2 separate regions of the Mus musculus genome follow, and region 2 is linked to region 1. A link is a contact called in public Hi-C data. All regions are on one chromosome and are shown on one strand. The core of a region is the stretch at or near the end of the contact, and the rest is flanking DNA. Distances in the headings are between cores, read along the strand shown.

Region 1 (4,760 bases), core at 675-3,174:
TGTCAGAGTTAGGGGTTTCTCTGGGGGTGCTTGGTGATCAAATTCAGGGCCTTGTACCTCTTAAACAAGAATCTAACCAACTGAGTTAAATCCCTTGGCTTGTTTAATAGATTTTTAAATCAACAGAAGATCAGAGACGTATAGAAGCGATGGTAAGGTGATTGATGGTAGCAATGAAGAAGGTGATGAGGAAGGGGGAAAAGGAGGTGATGGAGGAGGAGGTAATGGGGAGGAGGTGATGGGAAGGAGCTAATGGGAGGAGGTGATGAGGAAGAAGAGGTGAAGGAGGAGGTGATGGGGAGGAGGTGATGGGGAGGAGGTGATGGGGGAGGAGGTGATAGAGGATGAGATGATAGGGGAGGTGGTGATGGGGAGGAGGAGATGGGAAAGGAGGTGATGAAGGAGGGGCTAGTGGGGAGAAGGAGCTAGTTCAAAGGAGATAATGGTAGGAAGTGATGGAGGCTGCTATAGATTTCTCTGTGGTCTGCCATAGCGCTAGCTAAGCAGTCCCCCAGGAATGTCATCTTTGTGCCTAGAACTGGAGCTTACAGTCCACAGGTCAGGAGGAAGGAGAAGGAAGGCTTTATGATGGAGATAGCAAGCAGATACTGTAGACCACAGCATGAGCAGAGTCTGCAAGAGTGGACACACCCTTGACTTACAAGGTCTCTGACTTGGGTGGTACACTGCCGAAGCTGAGCCTTCTCCACAACTGAGATGAGGAAATGGGGGAGGGGTGGGGAGAAGAGGAGAGCCGGGGCTTGGTCCTAACTGTTACTCCTAAGGCAGATCAGTCTGTGAGGACAGATGACTCCTCTATCGAGATAGAGAGCATGATTCCTGCCCACACAGCCTCCATAAGAGACCCTGTGGCTCTTGAGGTAGAAACATACATGGGATTCTGGGAAGTGCACTCCCCTAGCCAACATGTCAATCAGGTACTGCACTTTACAAAAAGAGGAATGTGTCCCACTTTATAGCCACTTGAAAAATATCAAGAAGAGAGTCTTAGTGCAGGCAAGAGTTCTATAAAACTGATGTAGCCCACATTGTGGTTAAGAGAGTAAGTGGGTATAGACTTCAGAACAGAAATTTGGGCACACAACCTAGGAACTGTGTGGAGTTCCACACAGCCTGCAGGATTCTCTATGGACAGTCATAACCAGAACCATTGGTGGGTGGACAGGGGGTAGAAATAGAGATAATCATCATAGCCAAAATCTACCAATGATGGTGAATAACAACCTCCTCTCTCCTCCCCTCCCTCTCCTCTTCCTCCTCCTTTCCTTCCTCTTAACACATTTCCTATAGTCCAGGTTGGTCTCAAATTCACTATGGAGGCAAGGATGTCCTTGGATTCCTGCTTCCACCTCCCAAGGGGAAGCTGGGGTTACAAGAGTGTGCTAGCAAGCCTAATAGCTAAGGTGCTGGGGACGGAACCCTGGGCATCCTTCGTGTTGGACAGCACTGTCTGGCTCTATGTATCACCGTGGCAAATGCTTAGCAGTCCTGAATGAAGGAAAGCAGGGACCTTCATGCCTGCCTGCCCTTTCTGTATCACTTTATGAGCTACGCAAAGAGCAGAGAGGTCTGCTTGCAGGCAGGGCCTGGAGATGCTCCTGCCCTCCAGGCTGAGGACTCTCAGGAAAAGGAGCCTGGCCTCCTACCCTTCATCCACCCCCCTCTCAGTACAACGATACAGGAGGATCTTGGAAGTGTTCCACAGCCCAGCTAGGAGCTACTACACCAGCATTAGGCTACAGGCTCAGGCAACTCAGGTCACATGACCAAAGCTCCCGGCCCCTACAGCATGGCAGCCCCTGAACAGGAAGTCCCTGTTCAGCTCTGAAGTTTCCACCATACCACATCCCTACTGCCAGTCCTCCTGAGTCTCTGTGGCAGGGGAGGAAGCCGCCTGCTGACTGCTTTTTGCAGATTCATCTAATTTTTCATCCCACTCGAGGTAGGGACTTGGCAGCGATTTCTATTCCCCTGACAAGTCCATTTGTGTTACATGGAAGAGATTTCCAAATTGATTTAAGAGAGCTGCTCCCAGGTGGCGGGTCCCAGCAGGTCGGAGATGCTACCAGCCTGGCTTCTCTGCTGTTCCTACTTACCTCAGAACAGCACCGACTTTCTGGAGGGGGGGTGCGGGGGGGGGGAGGGAAGCCGGCTGAAAAGTCTGTGGAAAGGTGGTACCTCAAGAAGAGCACCAGCAGCCAACACAGAGAGGACCCAGGGAAACTTTCTGCCATGGAAACAACCCTCAGAGACACTGCAGCAAAGAGACAGCAACCTCACCCCCACCCCACTACCTGACCACACCACACCCAACCCCACTCCTGTGCACCAATTCCTTTTCATCCACCTTCCTCCTGCCAACAAGGACTCCCTGTTAGGCTTCTATAGCAATCCAGTGCCCTAGAGGGGAATGGGGTAGACTATCTAAAACAGTCACACCCACACCTCCCTCCCTCCCCAGACCCACGATTGTGGCAGTGTGCCTTGGTGGCCACAGCTTTGGCTGCTATGCTGGACTGTCACAGACTGAGTGGTTCATAAAGAAACTCATTTCTCAGGGTCCCCTGGAGGCTGGGAAGTCTGATATGGAGGTGTTGCATCTGGTGTGGTCCTTCCTTCAAGGTACACCAGGACGGAGGGCAGGCTAAAGCAGAAGTGGGGAGCAGAGGCCATCAAGAAGGCAGGACTCAGCCTACAGTGGCCCACTCTTGGCAACTAGCCCACTTCCACAGCAGCAGTGGCTACCCAGCCCATTAGATGGGTAGTTTCCAGTAGCTAGTGACTTCTCAGAGCTCCTACCTCCTCCAGAATGTGTCGCATCTGGTTCCACCAGCTCTTCCAACCCACCTGGTAACAGTCTCTAACAGTCAGTCCACTCCCCATCCACCGTCCCATCTCCTGCGAACATACATCAGTACAGAGGCAGCGGCACTGTCCGTGGTATCTACAGGTCTACTAGGCTCCTCTCTCCATCACCTAGACCAGACCCAGAGGAGAAAGCCAAGCTGACTCCAGCTCTCTGACCCATCTATTCCCCCATTGGTACGCCCATGTGACTGATGCCAGCCCCTGGCCAGGCTCTCTGCTTCTCACTCAGGAAGATTCCTGCCACATATTTTTATATAATGAGGCCAAGATTCCCATATGCCTGGGCATATGTATACAGATCAGGGTGTTGCTGGGAAGGGGTTACAGATGAGATTCCTGGTCACATCAGTGGGGTCTGAAATGGCACTCCATTTGAGATGGGCTTCTTCTAACTTGTTGAAGGCCAGAAAGAATGAGGCCATGCTAGGAAAAGGAAGTTAAGCCCACACTGGCCTTCAGACTCAAGACTGCACGACCAGTCCCTCCTGGTCTCTTGGGGCCTCTGCAGAGTTCAGACAGCCATTCTCAGCTATCACATGAGCCAGCTGTCCCCTTTCTCTCTTTTTCCCCAAATACATAAATACAGGCACACATGCATGCTCGTCCACACACTCATATGCACATACTTATCATATTGTGTATGTATGTATGTATGTGTGTATATATATATGTAACATATTACAGTTACATATCACTTACATCATGTCTGATGTTTTAATAAAGGCATTGTTAGGTAATGTGTCATCATGCTAACTTGTCATCATGCTAACGGCACAGAATGTACTGCCCCAAACCCAAAGGAGGTTCCCCAATCTTGCATTCTTTCTGAGGTCATTTCAGGTGTAACTAGAATCTAATTAGTTAACTAATTCTCCTTAATGGAGAATCCCATGGAACACTACCCAACTCTTCTAGGGACCAAAAGTCAGAATGTCCTAGCTAACTTAGCTTCCGTTAAGCTGCCTGTCCACTCGGAGCTCCCTCCAGCTAACTGCTTCTCTTAGTTTCTGCCAAAACTGCTTGCTTCTCGAAGACCCCTGCAGCTGCAGACTGAGAGGCAAGGATGTACTTTCTGTCTTTAAAAAAAAAAATCTCATGTGCTCTGGACACTCAGGCCCAGGTCCCCAAATGCTTGGATGTGGCTATAGACAGCTGGAATAAAGACTTTCAGTGGCCATACACCGTGTCTGAGTGGTCACCTCTGGTGAGTCCCACATGACAAGATGTCAATAGGTGACATATGCCATCATGGACTGAAGTGTATGAATGTATAACTGTGTGTTGATGTGTGAGCATATAGAAGCTCATATTCCTATATGCACTTATACCTATCCCACTGATCCCATAACCCTATTCCGAGCACCACTGACATGCTTCTTCCAGTCCTAGACAACCACCCCTCCCTTCAGAAGTAGCCCTGTACCCCCAGGCTGACATCCCACATGGTCTACCATCACACTCCTATACCTGAAGTCCTAGGGCCTCCCCAGCGTGCTGCCTTGCCCTGGACTGCCACCTGCAGGGCCTCCTGGACTTGGTTTCTGTGGAAGCAAATGATCTGGTCAGACAGCTGTTGCTGGAGAATCTTGAGTCACCAAGCAGCTTTCTCTCCTCAAGGACGGTGACGGTGTGCTGCAGTTTTTCCTTCGGAATGGAATTCTTGTCTTAGGATCTCATGCTGGACCACTGTCATCATTGAGCTGAGTGGCAGAACAGTTGGAGAAGTTGATGGTCTCTTCCCCTGGGATCTCTCTTTAAGCGAATCGATAAATCGCTTCTGAGGGCTTTAGCATAGATTAACCAACTAAGTAAGTCAAGCCAGGGTTTATTTAGTGTCCAGGGATCCTGTCAGCACTGAGGTTAAGTAAGTA
Region 2 (4,760 bases), core at 1,532-4,031, 370 kb before region 1:
TTGTATAGTCATCCACTGACTTTGGCCCTTACAATATTTCCACCCTCTCTTCCACAATGATTCCTAAAATCTAGGGAGAAGTGTGCACATGTATTCTTAAACCAGTGTTTTCTCTTGCTCAAACATATCACTTCCTCCACTTTCCAGTTTGCTGTCTTTATGGGCTTTGACACATTATTGGCCACTTGTGACTGAGCCTCAGATATTGCCATCTTGGGGTGGTAAAACTTAATATTGGGATGAGATGCTGTCTGGAGAGTCCTTCACACTCCTACCCCACTTTGGCCTGGTTGTTCCTGGCCCACTGAGCTTTCAGAAGGGCAAATCTGTATAATGTTAACAGCGGACCCTGAGCCAAAGCTTTCTCTTCTGTACTGCTTTGCAGTTCTTACCCTAGTGTCATTTCCTGGAAAAGCTTTGGGACAGCACAAGAGTGGATCCAAGTCAGAGACGTGGAGCACAGCTCAGTGGGCCCAGGGCTACCCAGTCAAGCATGAGCACATGAGTTCAGTCCCCAGCACCCCTGCAAAAAGTCTGGCACGGTGTTGTGAGTCTGTAATCCTAGCGTTGGGGAGATAGAAGCAGGAGGACCCCGTGGGCGCCCCGACTAGTCAGTCTCTCCTAATCGGTAAGCTCCAGGTTCCGTGAGAGACCTTGTCACAAAAAAAGTAAATGAATGAATGACAATTGACGAATTCAATCTTGTGTAGGTCTACTGGGATCACGGCTGCATGGACTACATCGAGCCCCAGACAGTATTCCTTTCTATCTTCAGGCTTTTCCACTCAATTCTCCCTGCTGTCTCTTCTATAATGTTCTCTTAGAGGAAGTGGTCTTAATATCCTGCTTGGGGCTGAGCCCTCAAACCATCACTCCCACCTGAACCACTTGCAACGGATGTATCCTGGGGGAAGGGAAGTCACTGTCTTCAGTTGTGAATTCACTAAAGGTCGAATCAGGTTTTGAGGGAAAGTCCCAAACTCATGGTTGCATAGATGGCCCTAGTTAAATACAACAGGCCTTGAAGAAAAAAAAAAAGGCATGAACGTGGCAAAGGGACTTTTGTTTTTGTTTTTGTTTTATGTTTTTTGTTTTTTGTTTTTTTCGAGACAGGGTTTCTCTGTACAGTCCTGGCTGTCCTGGAACTCACTTTGTAGACCAGGCTGGCCTCGAACTCAAAAATCCGCCCGCCTCTGCCTCCCGAGTGCTGGGATTAAAGGTGTGCGCCACCACGCCAGGCGGCAAAGGGACTTTTACAGGGAAGGGTTTGTCTTGGGGTGGGAGGGAGATGAGGTGGGGGGTTACAGTATCAGAATGAAACATATACATATATGAAACTGTCAAGGAACAAATCCAATAAAAGGTTTTTGTTTTAAGTAAAGATGGAGAGCGATGGAGGAAAAGCCTTGCCTTGGTTAATGCACCCATCCCTGTGATCAAACACAATGACCAGAGGCAAGTTGGGGAAGAGAGGGTTCCATCTTGTGGCTCTGCATCGTGTTCCACCACTGAGAGAGGTCACTGGAGAAGGTCAAGCAGGAACTGATAGAGACTAAGGATGGGTGCTGCTTACTGGGTTGCTCATCATGGGCTTGCTCAGCTTGCTTTCTTCTAGAACCCAGGGCCTCCAGCCCAGGGGTGGCCCCACCCACAGGAAACTGGGCTCTCCCACATCAATTCTCAATCAAGAAAATGCACCACAGCCCAGCCTGGCAGGTGTATTTTCTCACTTGAGGTTCTTCCTTCCCAGATGATCTAACTTGTATCAGGTTTATATAAAATTAACCTGTATATTACCTGACATGCACCTTTGGCTACCACAAGCATGCTTACATAGGCATGCACACACATGTGTGTGCACACACACAATACACACACATATACATTCTACATATAAACACACATTTGTATCCACACATACACACACACAATACACACACATATACATTCTACATACACATACATACACACACATACATATACACAGTACATACACTGTTGTCCCAGTTGGTGACCTAAAACGGAACAGCTCAGGGTACAAATCCACACCCCTACTGCACATGGAATCTTGCCCTGGCGTCTGTAACTCCTCCTGTATGCTCACCCCATCTGTCCAACCCTACTGACTGTGTTATTCCCCAAGATCATCTTGACAGTGACTACTAGCTTGAGAAGACAAAGAACCAGTTCCTTGTCCAGCCATTCGGGTCTACCATGGGGACAGCAGTGGCATTAGACACCTTGGCAACTGGTGTCCTGCAAAGTGTTGAGTCACCCAAGTGCCCAGGCAGCTGGACCTGGTAAAGCCATCCCATAGCACGACCATGTGGCAGCACAGGCCTTCTTTCCTGATGAACATGGTCCTCTCTGCCTCCCTCCTCCTGCCTCCCCTGCAGGCCACTCTGCACCCAGACACCAGGGCACTCCTCTCTTGCCTAGCTGGTACCCTCTTCTATTGTGTCTCCCCTCCCAATACCCAAAGGAAAGAGGTTCTATTTCTCTACAGCATGTGACCAGAGTCCCAGTTCCTGCCCAGGCCTGTGGTCTCCTCTCACCAATGTGATTCACCCACACTCTTCTTTATGCTCCCTGGCCTTGATGCTCATCCCTCTGCTATGAACATCTACTTCCCACCTGCTCCATAGGCTTAGATCAAACACTACAAATTTGCAAGGTGCCTCCCTGCCCCCAGAGTCTTGCATTCCTCTAAGCTACCCCTGGCTTCAGATTCTACATAAATGCCCACGACTCGGGCTGCTCATAAAGAGAAACAGATATCCTGGAGTTGCTATGGAGACCAAATGCATCAAGAAAGGGCCTGCTCGAAGCCTGAGCATAACTAGAGGCTGTGTTGCTACTATCAAGTGTCTCATGGTGTGTTTGGGGGCACATTCACTCATTCAAGGGAGACTTTTTATTCTAAGATTTGTATTTCTTGGGACAAATGCACTTAGTCCACATGTGGCCAGTGATGGGGTGTCTGATTAACTGTTTCTCTCTGACTAATTGCACACTCTGTAGCTGCCAGAACAGATTGGCTCACACTATGTATTTTTGAGACAGCAGGAATTGATTCTCTACCATTATGAAAACAAGGATTGTATTCATTAATTTTCTATTTCTGTGATAAAACAAAGTGACCAAGGCAACTTATAGAAGAAAGAGTTTAATTGGAACTTAGAGTTCTAGAGGGTTAGCATCCACGGTAGAAGAGCAGAGGTAGAAGATGGCAGGTGGCAGGTGACAGGTAGCAGTTGGGAGTTGGCAGGTGGCAAGTGGCAAGTGACAGGTGGCAAGTAGAAGGTGACAAGTGACAGGTGGCAGGTGGCAAGTGACAGGTGACAAGTGACAGGTGACAAGTGACAGGTGGCAGGTTACGGGTAGCAAGTAGGTGACAGATGGCAGGTGACAGATGGCAGGTGGCAGATGACAGGTGGCAGGTGACAGGTGGCAGGTGACAGGTGGCAGGAGCAGCAATAAAGAGTTCACATCTTCAACCACAAGCATGAAACAGAGAAAGGTAGCTAAAATCTCAAAACCTGCCTCCAGTGACAGACCTCCCCCTGCATGGCCACTGTATCTCATAGCCATCCCCAAACATCCACCAACTAGGACCCAAGTATTTAACTTCCTGACATTTATGGGACACATTGCATTCAAATTATCACAGAGAGGTGACCAGGGCCAGGCCTTAGAGGACAATCCCTCTCATATCCTCCCATCCCTGGTGGCTCTAGAAGCCATTGGCTTATAGCTCCAACCTCAGTCTCCAGCACAGCTTGTCATCTTTTCCTGTAAGGATTTGTCATCATACCCGGAGCCTAACCTAATCTGTCTTACTGTTCTTAGTTTAAATACATTTTCACAGACCCTGTGTCCAAGCAAGGCCAACTTTCTAGATCTGGGAAGCAGGTTTTGAAGGTCTCTTCTGGGGCATACTCAGCCCACGTCACGTTCCTCATAAAGGAAGAGGATGTTTTCCATCTGCCTCCATAGCCAGGGCTGCTTCCTCTGGCCACACCCACGCGAGCCGAGTGCTGATGGAAGTGAATGTTCAAGGAAGGGGGTGGTTCTGGTTCTGATTGGTGGAAGGTGGCTTGATTGGCATATGGAAGCCATGCCTTGTGGGTAGCTGTTGAACACAGACCCAGGAGGGCTCTGGGACAGAAGTAGTCAAGACTTTTGCCTGAGCAAGCCAGACAGAACACAGGACACTCACACCAAGTGAAGGCCACAGGGCACAGAAAGCCAGGGAGAATTTTCCTGGGAGTTGCTGGGAAGAAGCAGAGGAAATTATGTCCCAGGCTAGTGGAGCCTGAGGAAGGAGAGGATCATCATGCCTATCACTGAGATGTCAGAGAGGCATGCAGGTAGAGGAATTTGGTTTTTTAGGTTCATCCAGGGAAGAGGGTGGGTAAACTTTGTGGTTGCCAACACTAGAACATGGGTAGAAGCTGAACACGTGTTTATAGAGATGGATGGTACTGCAGGGGACCTCAGAGAGACTGCCTTCTCTCACAGGAGCCCACAGAGGAGTCCACACGGCTCCCTGCAGCTGGGACACATGATCTGTGCCTTGTAATGAGCAAGACCGATAAGCCAGTGACAGCAGTTTCCTTGGCTAAGCTGCCTGAGGGTACACAGTGAATCAGGATGAAACCTTGTCTGCCCAAACACACAGTCAAGGGTGGTCGGGGCTGACGAGTAAAGAGTAGGTGACATGAATAAAGTTTTTGGCATGGCAGTATATAAATATTCCA

The links. Hi-C and Micro-C count contacts between places; a contact is called where the count stands out from the background.
Region 2: a Hi-C map of cortical neurons shows a contact between it and region 1, with 2.8 times the contacts expected there. The contact joins two enhancer-like sites. A contact is called at or near these places in 1 of 484 Hi-C or Micro-C datasets (cortical neurons), 1 of 115 datasets of contacts at active chromatin or transcription factors (astrocytes) and 1 of 9 other capture datasets (embryonic stem cells).

The regions. Positions count from the first base shown.
Region 1 is chr15:86,590,750-86,595,509 of GRCm38.p6, reverse strand. No RefSeq gene overlaps it. Among named protein-coding and RNA genes, the nearest start is that of Gm34965, 12 kb to the left of the region's middle. Within about 2 kb of position 1,924, at least 10 of the 459 cell types and tissues checked have an H3K27ac peak or open chromatin away from gene starts, as enhancers often do. A contact at or near this core is called in cortical neurons, where this site is marked.
Region 2 is chr15:86,961,737-86,966,496 of GRCm38.p6, reverse strand. No RefSeq gene overlaps it. Among named protein-coding and RNA genes, the nearest start is that of Gm35284, 63 kb to the right of the region's middle. Within about 2 kb of position 2,781, at least 3 of the 459 cell types and tissues checked have an H3K27ac peak or open chromatin away from gene starts, as enhancers often do. A contact at or near this core is called in cortical neurons, where this site is marked.